Linked DNA regions of Mus musculus: region 2 is linked to region 1. The links are chromatin contacts, called in public promoter capture Hi-C maps. All regions are on one chromosome and are shown on one strand. Each heading gives the region's core, a stretch centred on a gene start, on an enhancer-like site or on the middle of the called end of the contact. The rest is flanking DNA. Distances are from core to core; before and after follow the strand shown. Region 1 overlaps Ctnnal1 (catenin (cadherin associated protein), alpha-like 1). Region 2 overlaps Epb41l4b (erythrocyte membrane protein band 4.1 like 4b).

The links. Capture Hi-C pulls out chosen DNA fragments and counts their contacts.
Region 2: a contact with region 1 is called in a promoter capture Hi-C map of liver. The contact joins two enhancer-like sites. A contact is called at or near these places in 1 of 115 datasets of contacts at active chromatin or transcription factors (large pre-B cells) and 2 of 9 other capture datasets (liver and pancreatic islet).

Annotation. Positions count from the first base shown.
Region 1 is chr4:56,839,959-56,844,456 of GRCm38.p6, forward strand. It overlaps Ctnnal1 (catenin (cadherin associated protein), alpha-like 1), which reads right to left. Exons shown (of 19, transcript NM_018761.3): 3 at 4,489-4,498; 4 at 1,603-1,722. Among named protein-coding and RNA genes, the nearest start is that of Ctnnal1, 23 kb to the right of the region's middle. Within about 2 kb of position 2,128, at least 27 of the 459 cell types and tissues checked have an H3K27ac peak or open chromatin away from gene starts, as enhancers often do. A contact at or near this core is called in liver, where this site is marked.
Region 2 is chr4:57,112,246-57,116,745 of GRCm38.p6, forward strand. The region is part of intron 1 of Epb41l4b (erythrocyte membrane protein band 4.1 like 4b); the gene reads right to left. Among named protein-coding and RNA genes, the nearest start is that of Epb41l4b, 29 kb to the right of the region's middle. Within about 2 kb of position 1,391, at least 20 of the 459 cell types and tissues checked have an H3K27ac peak or open chromatin away from gene starts, as enhancers often do. A contact at or near this core is called in liver, where this site is marked.

The sequences.
Region 1 (4,498 bases), core at 878-3,377:
GGCACTGGGGAAGCAGAAGCAAAAGGATCTCTAGGAGTTTGAAGACAGCCTGGTCTACACGGTCAGTTCCAGGCCAGCCAGGGCTAGTCTCCAGCCAAAGTCCACAAGTTTTAAAAGATTCGATCTAGCCTTGGTAGAAATAAATATTCCTATACCAATATTCTCCAGACCAATTCTATTTTCTTTTTTGATCTTTGAGGTAGGGTCTTACAATGTAGCACGGACTACCCTGGAAGTTGCTTAGTTTGACTTTAAACTGGTAGCAACCCTCCTATCTTAAAATCTTAAGTGTTGAGCAGGGCAGTGGTGGCCCACATCTTCCAACCACTTGGGAGGCAGAGGCAGGCAGATCTTTGTGAGTTCAAGGCCAGCCTGGTCTACATAGCAAGGAGGAGGAAGATGAGGAGGAGGAGGAATAATAAGAAGAAGAATTAGAAGAAGAATCCCAAGAGCTAGGATTACAGTAGTGAGCCACCATGCTGGCTCCATACCAGATTTCTAACTACAAATCAAAATAACAGTGGAAGTTTACCAGTTATGTGGCCAGCAGGAAACAGTCAAAATGAGCTACATGGGCTTTGGAATCTGAGTCACACCACACTCGCCCAAGTGATCCAGGAAATGTTAGATGATAAACTGTCATAAAAATACTTTATACTAATAATGTTTATAGGGAAGAGTGGAGGGGGCGAAGAGAGAGGATGAAAAGGAAATGAAGCCGAGTGTAAAAGAGCAATGGCTTCAGAACAGAGCACAGACAAGGTGCCACACAGGTGGCTTTTAAAACTTTGCATTACAATTCTTTGTTGATTTTGTGCACAACTGCACATGTGAGTATGTGTGTAAGTCAAACGTGTATCCATGTCTGCTCAGGCATGGGTATACATGAGTGCCGTAGCACCCATGTGGGGATCAAAGGGCAACTTGCAGGCGTCAGTCATTTCCTTCCACCATGTGGACCCTGTGGATTCAAATCAGACAAGCGCCCTTACCCACTCAGCCATCTATATTCAGCTTTTTTAGAGACAATTAGTAGTCCCCAGCCTGACATTTTCCAGGCCCATGTCCATCTCCCAACTGTAGCTACAACCAGGAAAGCTCCCAGAGGCATCTCAGTACCACAGGTCAGACCTGATGGATTCATAAGCAAACACCCCAGCTGGGAAAACCCTATTCCAGACATGCTGTGGTTGTCCACTCCTCAGACTTAGAAGTGTTGGTCTGAATTGGGGAGTAGGTCCCCAAAAACAGACATCAAGTTATGGTTGAAGACTGACAGGCTTCAGGGATAGGCTTAACCGAAATCAGTCCAATGGCAGAGTGACCTTAGAAATTCACCCCAGGTTTGGTTTTCTTACATTAAAAACCACCAATAGCAACACCCAACATGCAGGGGTGCATTGAATATTCAAATCAATCATGCATATTAAATACCTAACATATTATAACCAATGCAAATGGAACAATGCCATGTGTTCTTAGGAACAAGGACATGGATGTAGTGAATGAAGAAGTCAGTTCATTGATTAAAAAGATCACATTTCTACCCAAAGTAAAAGGTCTGAGTGTATGTGAAGACATCTCAAAGTGATAAGTACGTACATTTTGTCGGTCTCCCGTTAGATGTGCAAACTCCACCATTTCGTTTCCAAACTGGCTGAATATCTGAACAAATTCCTGAAAGCTGTTTACTTTCTCTAGCCTTTCCATGGTTGCGAGAATCTGCAAAACAGAAAGTATTTTATTGGGCAACAAACAAGAAAGAGACTGAGACTTCCAGAGTTAAACAATGACAACAAACAGGGGAGGCTCAGAACTCTCTACACAGCCCCTTAGTCTGGTTCTGAACTCATGATGATCCTCCTGCCTCGTCTTTCAAGAGTAGAGATTACACCCCCCACCCCCCTCCGGTCCCTACCCGAAAGTTCAATTTTCCTTTTAATAATAGTGACTCTTAAGAGACTCTGGGAAGGCTGTACTAATCACCTCTGAGGAGAATCCTTCAGTGACTTTCTTTCTGCCTTTTAACAGACTCCTCCAATTCTCTCTTGAATACACTGGGACCCAAGCTCCCAGCGCTGGGACCTGGGGACACTGTGGCTCAGAGCCACGTCTGAGCAGTAACAGCTCTGCTCACTCCTTCCTCTTCACACTGGGCTTCATGACAGAGATCCTCCTCTGTGTATTTAGGGTTTTGTTTATTGGTTTTGGTTTTTGACACACAGTCCCTAATCCAGGCTGGCCACACCCTCCCTATGAAATGCAGGATGACTTTGAACGGTTTTCATTCGAAGTCCATATGCATATAGTCATACCTGGGAACGAGTGTGTGTGCAAGGGCACGTGTGTACACATATGTGGAGAACAGAGCTTGACTCTCGGTATATTCAGTAATCTGTCTCTTCATTATTTTCTGAGGCAGGGTCTTAAACCTGGAGCTCATCTATCTGACTAGTCAGAAGCTGAAGAGTTGAGGCAAACTAAATCCATCTCCTTTCTTTACAAAGTACCTAGCCTTAGGCATTTTGTCATAGGAACAGAGAGCTAACAAAGGTAGTAATAAGAACTAAGAAGGCAGTGAAGAGAAAAAAACAAAAAACAAAAAACCAAAAACAAACCAACCAACCAACCAACCAGAAACTGTACAGGTCGCTGAACCAGAACTGTAAGAACCCCAGTGTGGAAGAAAATGGAAGGGAGGTGATCTACAGATCGAGGAGTGGGTGGGGCTAGGATTCACAGTTGAAAAACCGTTCTCATCCGTCAGGGGCTGCTGTTCAGACTAAGCAGCTGCCAAGACGCTTCAGACAGAGAGGGGGGAACAGAGCGCAGACCGACACACAGACAGACCTACACACAGACAGACACACAGACAGACCTACACACAGACAGACACACAGCACAGACCTACACACAGTACAGACCTACACACAGACAGACACACAGTACAGACCTACACACAGTACAGACCTACACACAGACAGACACACAGTACAGACCTACACACAGACAGACACATAGTACAGACCTACACACAGTACAGACTGACACACAGTACAGACCTACACACAGACAGACACACAGTACAGACCTACACACAAACTGACACACAGTACATCAGCAGAGGCTGTGTCTTCCACATAAGAAAAACAGTGAAACATTCTTTGATTGTTTTTTCCTAAAAACAATCTGCTGAGTTTTGGTCAGACCAAGATAGGTTAGAAAAACACAGATATCCTGTGTTTGCTCATTTTTAATGAGGCTATGGAGGGCATTTGGCCTGCTAACCTGCCCAGGCAGCTCAGGAAATGCAAGCAATTTCCACAGATAAGAACAACTGCACACTGAGCCAGCCTCCATCTCAGACAGGCTCTCTTTCCTCTGTCATTCTCTCCATTTCTTTTTCTCTTTAAACTTTCACTTTTTGGTTCACTCTCCTACTTCAAGACTGCATCTCTGCCCTGGCTGATTCAATTGCCCTCCTCCTCACCTAGGGGGTTAGCCACAGAAAGCAACGGCCCTTGGTTCCCAACGATCCAGGGCACCGCCACTGTCTACCGGAGTGGACGAGTTTAAGTTCCATTCTTAAATTTTGCAATTCTTCAGAAATATTTAAGGATTCTACATGTGGAAACTTTGTAGCTGTGGATAATTATAGTTTCAGATAATATATATATTTTTAAACATAAGGTCTCATGTAGCCTAGGCTGGTCTCAACCTTCTATGTAGCTGAGGCTAGCCTTGATCTCTGGATCATCCTGCTTCTACTTTCCATGTATGGTGCTGATAATGGAAGCCATGACTTAGTGCATGCAAGGCAGACATTCTATGGACTGCGGTACAGCCAGAGCCCAGATGATTTACATCTGTTCCTAGCTTTTAAACTGTAACTCTCTGAGTTAGAGAAAAGGAAAAGACCTGACAGATACTTGTCAGCTAAGTCTCTACCACATACTATATCAGCTTAGCTTTTCTCCCCAAATTGCATACATTAAAGGCTTTTGGCAGTAAGCCTCAACAGGAGTTTTAGTGCTGTTGTTATTAAATGAGAAACATTACTTGCATTTAAAAGTTTAGGCCTGGAGCTGGAGAGGTGGCTCAGTGGTTAAGGGCACTGACTGCTACTCCAGAGGATCCATGTCTGATTCCCAGCATTCCCACATGGCAGCTCACGACCATCTGTAACCCCAGTTCCAGATGATCTGGCGCCCTCTTCTGGCCATTATGAGCACCAGGCATGCACATGGCACACAGGCTTACATGCAGGCAAACAGTCATATACATAAAAAAAAAATAGATTTTTAAATGGAAATAAATAAGAGCTTAGGATCAGTACATTGGAGATGGTGGGTGTAGAAAACACCATTTTAAACTCTAGGCAACAGGTGCTATAAACAGTTATTTAACAAGCATTGCCCAATTACCTGGATTTCACCTCAACAAGGACTCTGAACCACCAGAGACACAAACACAGCCACAAGTGAGTACCTTGTTTCTC
Region 2 (4,500 bases), core at 141-2,640, 270 kb after region 1:
CACATGCTGGAGTAGAAACCCAGTTCTACGGCCCCTCCAGCAAACCAAACATGATCTTTGCCACTCTTGAGAAAAATGACAACGATCTCGTCCGTCGTCCACCTTGCTCAACAGCTCTGTCAACAAGAAAGCAGGTGGGCATGCATGCCAACTCGTGCCCTACCCCTACAGAGCAAGAGCACTTTAACCCAAACCTTCTATCTCCTGGCAGGACACGGGCCTAATGCCATGTGCTTTTAGTCAAATTTTACTACAACTCAAGGTATCTGAGGTCTAATAATCCCATCAAAAGGGAGACTGAGCTTAGTCTGGTTTGGGGATTTTTGTAAACCTGCCTTGATCCCTTTTCTAACGTGTTAATACCAGTAGTCTGACTGTGTTTTGGAGCCCTACCTGGGATCATAGTTGGCTTCACAGCTGGTCGTTCTCAGAAGCCCCCGAGGGAGGCTAGAGCCCACAGTTTCTGGGAAGTGCTACTTTCCCGATTAGTCACTGGCCCTCCTGCTCCCAGCCCCTGCCAGACCTGCCAGGTCTCCACTCATTTTGCTTGTCTCCTTCCTTCCTCACCTCCTTCCTTCTGCAAACAGAGCTGTTTGGGTTAGTGCCTGAGCCCTGGTGGCCCTAAGAAGCTCAGCTCAGAAAGGAGATGCCATCCTGGTGGTCACATTGTTAAAAAGAACAGAGTAAACTAGTGACATTGCCCACCTCCATCCCAAGTCCATCTTCGGGATCCTGACGTGAGGTTTAGTTTTAAATACGGTGTCAGGGCAAGAATTACAACAAGCAGTCCTGGCCAAGTGTGATTCCCCCCACTGCTGGCCCATCCATGCTGGGTCCCAGTCTCTCCTACAAGGTGTACTCAGAAAGGTAGGTATGCAATGTCCTTTGAGTAGACACAAGCTCCTCCTCTGGCTGTCACCAGGCTTCAACATTTTCCTTCTCCCAGCAAGAGGTTCCTGGGGGGAATTCTAACTCCTTGGGACTGTTGCTTTAATAGTCTGATGACCAAGAAGAGAATCCAGAATGTCTCTTCAGGATCTCTCCACCCCTGCCAGGGCGGCTACACCTTTCCTTTTCACTTGAGGCTCTGAGGGCTGTGCACCTGCTGGGCAGATGTTCTATCACTACTGAGCCCCAACTGGCCAGCTTTCTATGAACCGTCGTTTAAAAACAAAAAACAAAAAAAAAAGCTAGCTCTCTGTCGGAGACACACTCATCCCAGGTGGCCTAAGCATGTCCCCATGTGCTGAGAACTGGTTCCCAGAGTGACACTGTTGGAAAAAGCTTACCTTTTGAGCTTTGGGAGTTGGGAGGAACCTAGTGGGGAGTCTTCAGGTCATTGGGGACATAGCCTTGAAGGAGTTTATGCAAACCCACCCCACTCCCATCTGGTGTCACTTTCTGCCTCCTGATGTAAACGGTTTTTCCTCTGCCACCTGATCCTACCACGCTATGCACCGGCTTACTGCAGGCCCAAAGCAATCAGGCCAGCTGCTCTTGGACTGTAACCTGCATAAACACAGGCCAAAATAAAGCTCTTTCTTTTGCAAGTAATCACTATGAATAATTTGAGAGAGTAACAATAACTAGAAAAGTCCCCAGTGTCAACATAGCTAAATCGTGATAAACAAAGATAGACATAACGTAAATCATCATAAACAAAGAAGATAAGGATGCCATCACACAGAACAACTAAAATTACCAAATAAGTCACCTCGGCAGGAGAAATACTATTTCAGCAACTAGAGAGATGGCTCAGAGATTAAGAGCATTGTTTGCTCTTGCAGAGAGGAGCCAGGGTCAGTTTCCCAGCACCCATGTGGTGGCTCACAACTGACTGTAATTACAGTTCCAGGAAATACAATTCCCTCTTCTGGCCTCTGCAAGCAGCAAGCATGTTCACAGTACATATACACATACCCTCGAGAAGAAAAATACTATTTTAGCCATTAGCAGGGTTCAGTGACTCAAAACTGGATTGTGAGCCCGTGAGGTGTGTACACCTGTAATCTCTGGGCCTTCTAAGAAGGCCAAGGCAGGAAGATCCCAAGTTCTAGGCAACCCTGTGTCAAAATAATGCCCCCTCCCAAAAAGGAGGCTAAGCCTCACAGAAGTCACGTGACCAGGTTACAAGGCTTCCAGCTAGCAGAACAAGCTTCAGAACCCCCAAGGTCTCCTGACTTCAGGTCTCAGGAACCACATGGTGGCTCACAACCATTTGTAATGGGATCCGACGATGCCCTCTTCTGGTGTGTCTGAATAAAGCAATGGGGAATACATAAAATAAATAAATAATCTTTTTTAAGAAAGAAAGAAAGAAAGAAAGAGAGAGAGAGAGAGAGAAAGAGAAAAAGAAAAAGAAGAAAAACAGAATTTTTTTCTTGAGACTAATTCAATACATCAATACCAAATGCTACCTGCAAATATCGGTCTGGTTATAAGTGGAATACAGTCAGATCTCAGAGTAGGAGAGGAAACGCCCCTCTGGACAGCGGGAAAGTCACAGCAGTGTGCAAAGTAGATTATCTGCTCGCACACTGACACAAACGCTGAGACACTGGAGGGAACTAAACAGCAACAGTCTGGGCGGCTCCTAGAAATTGACTTCTGGTAAAGCAGCGCACATGTTATTAATTTCCTGATTTGCCTGGCTACCAATCTCTTAGAAATCAGCGGAAACAACATTACGAACTGCTCTTAACTTTGAACAAGGAAGGAGGGATCATCTTAAAAGTACTTTCATCTTGGCTAGTCAGTCAGTCCAAGGGGTATTGCTGCCAGGCCCACGTGACCCTCTTGGGCCACTGTGAGGGCCCTTGATGAGTCTGGACAGGGACTATGAGCTATCCCACCACAGAGCCACTGGCACCCTAACATCAACTAATGGAGAGATCAATGGAGAACACCGAGGCTTTGTGTTGTATTATCGATCAGCTATTGATCAGTCTGTTCCCAGCTGATAAGCTGTCTTTGGGCCAAGCTGTATTTAGATCTGGGCAGAGAAAGATTCAATGCTCTCGGCTCTTCTCTTTACACATCCCTTACAGGATGCAGTGAGGACCACAGTATCCTATCAGCCTGGATCCTATGAATATGTTCTTGGCTGGGAGCCGGGTGGGAGTACATCAGGAATCAATCTGAGAGTCTCACACACAGGAAGCAGATGTTCTCCATTGAGCCACACCTCCAGCCTCTTGAGGGGTGCTGGAAAGCTCCCTGTCCGCCTGCCCAGAGTCAGTCTGAGGGATGGCCTCGCTCTTACTCTTCAAGATGCCGAGAAAGGATAAAGGACTCCCAGAGCTCAATTTTTCGCATGCCCTGAGTGACTGCAAACGTGCTTCCTACTCTCCAGAAGGATCTTCACACTGCCAGCGGGTCCCTCGCTACCTAATGTACTACTCCCATTGGCAAAGGCCTCCCTAACACAATGGCCCGGAGCCATTCCATTTGTCTGTTATCATGTCACCTGTCACAGTGCTTCTGCCCCACAAAGTTCTCTCGGTTCTCTAGCAAATAGGAACAGGGATGGGATATATGCTGAATAACCTTTAAGGCAGACGCCTCCACACAGGGGTTTCCATCTTCCATCAAAAGGCGAGTAATAGGCTAGGACATAGTAATAGGCTCTGCCTGTAATTCCAGCACACAAATCCCTAGTTTGAGTCCAAGATGCTACATACAAAATAATAATAATAATAATAATAAAAGCAAGAAGCTGATATAGTGGCGCATGCTGATAGACCCTGCACTCAGGAGGCTGGAGACCTAAGGGCTGCAGTTTGAGACCAGCCTGGGCTACACAGTTAGAGCCTGCCTCAAAACATCAACATCAGCCACAAGATGCACAAAGAACCTAGGGACTTGAAAAGTGCCAAGTGTCAAGGACCTCAGGTATCAGTTTTTATGTTCTCCTTCCAAATGGTAGCACCTGCAACCTGGCTGCAAATTCTCTCATGCCATTCCCACCAAGAAAGGGCCTTTGTACCCTTCCCTTGAATCTGGAAGAACCTGGCATGGCTTCAAACAGAATGAACATGGTATTCTGGGCATTTTGTGTTTTCCAAAATGAGGCAATAACATACGCACGTGCACGCGCGCACACACACACACACACACACACACACACACAGGCTTACTCTGCAGGAGAGCCATCCAGCATGTAAGTGTACCTACCCTGTCATGACAAGCCACATCCAGATGTTCCTGTCCACTATCTCAGCTGGGCCAGCCTTCCAGTCACCCAATCACATGAGGGCACCACCCCATCCTGGCCTATCAACAACTGAGCAACGCTGCAGAGCCTCAGCAAATGCCCCAAGGAGCAGAAGGTGCTACCAGGTGAGCTCTGGTTCAATCCTTGACTAACATAATCCACAAACCCTAAGAAATGGCCATTTAAGGCCCAAAGCATGCTGGGAAATGTACTAGGTAACAACAGATAAGTGTAATGAAGACCAGACCCAGCATGTGTGTGTGGCATATGTGTGTACAGAACAGATG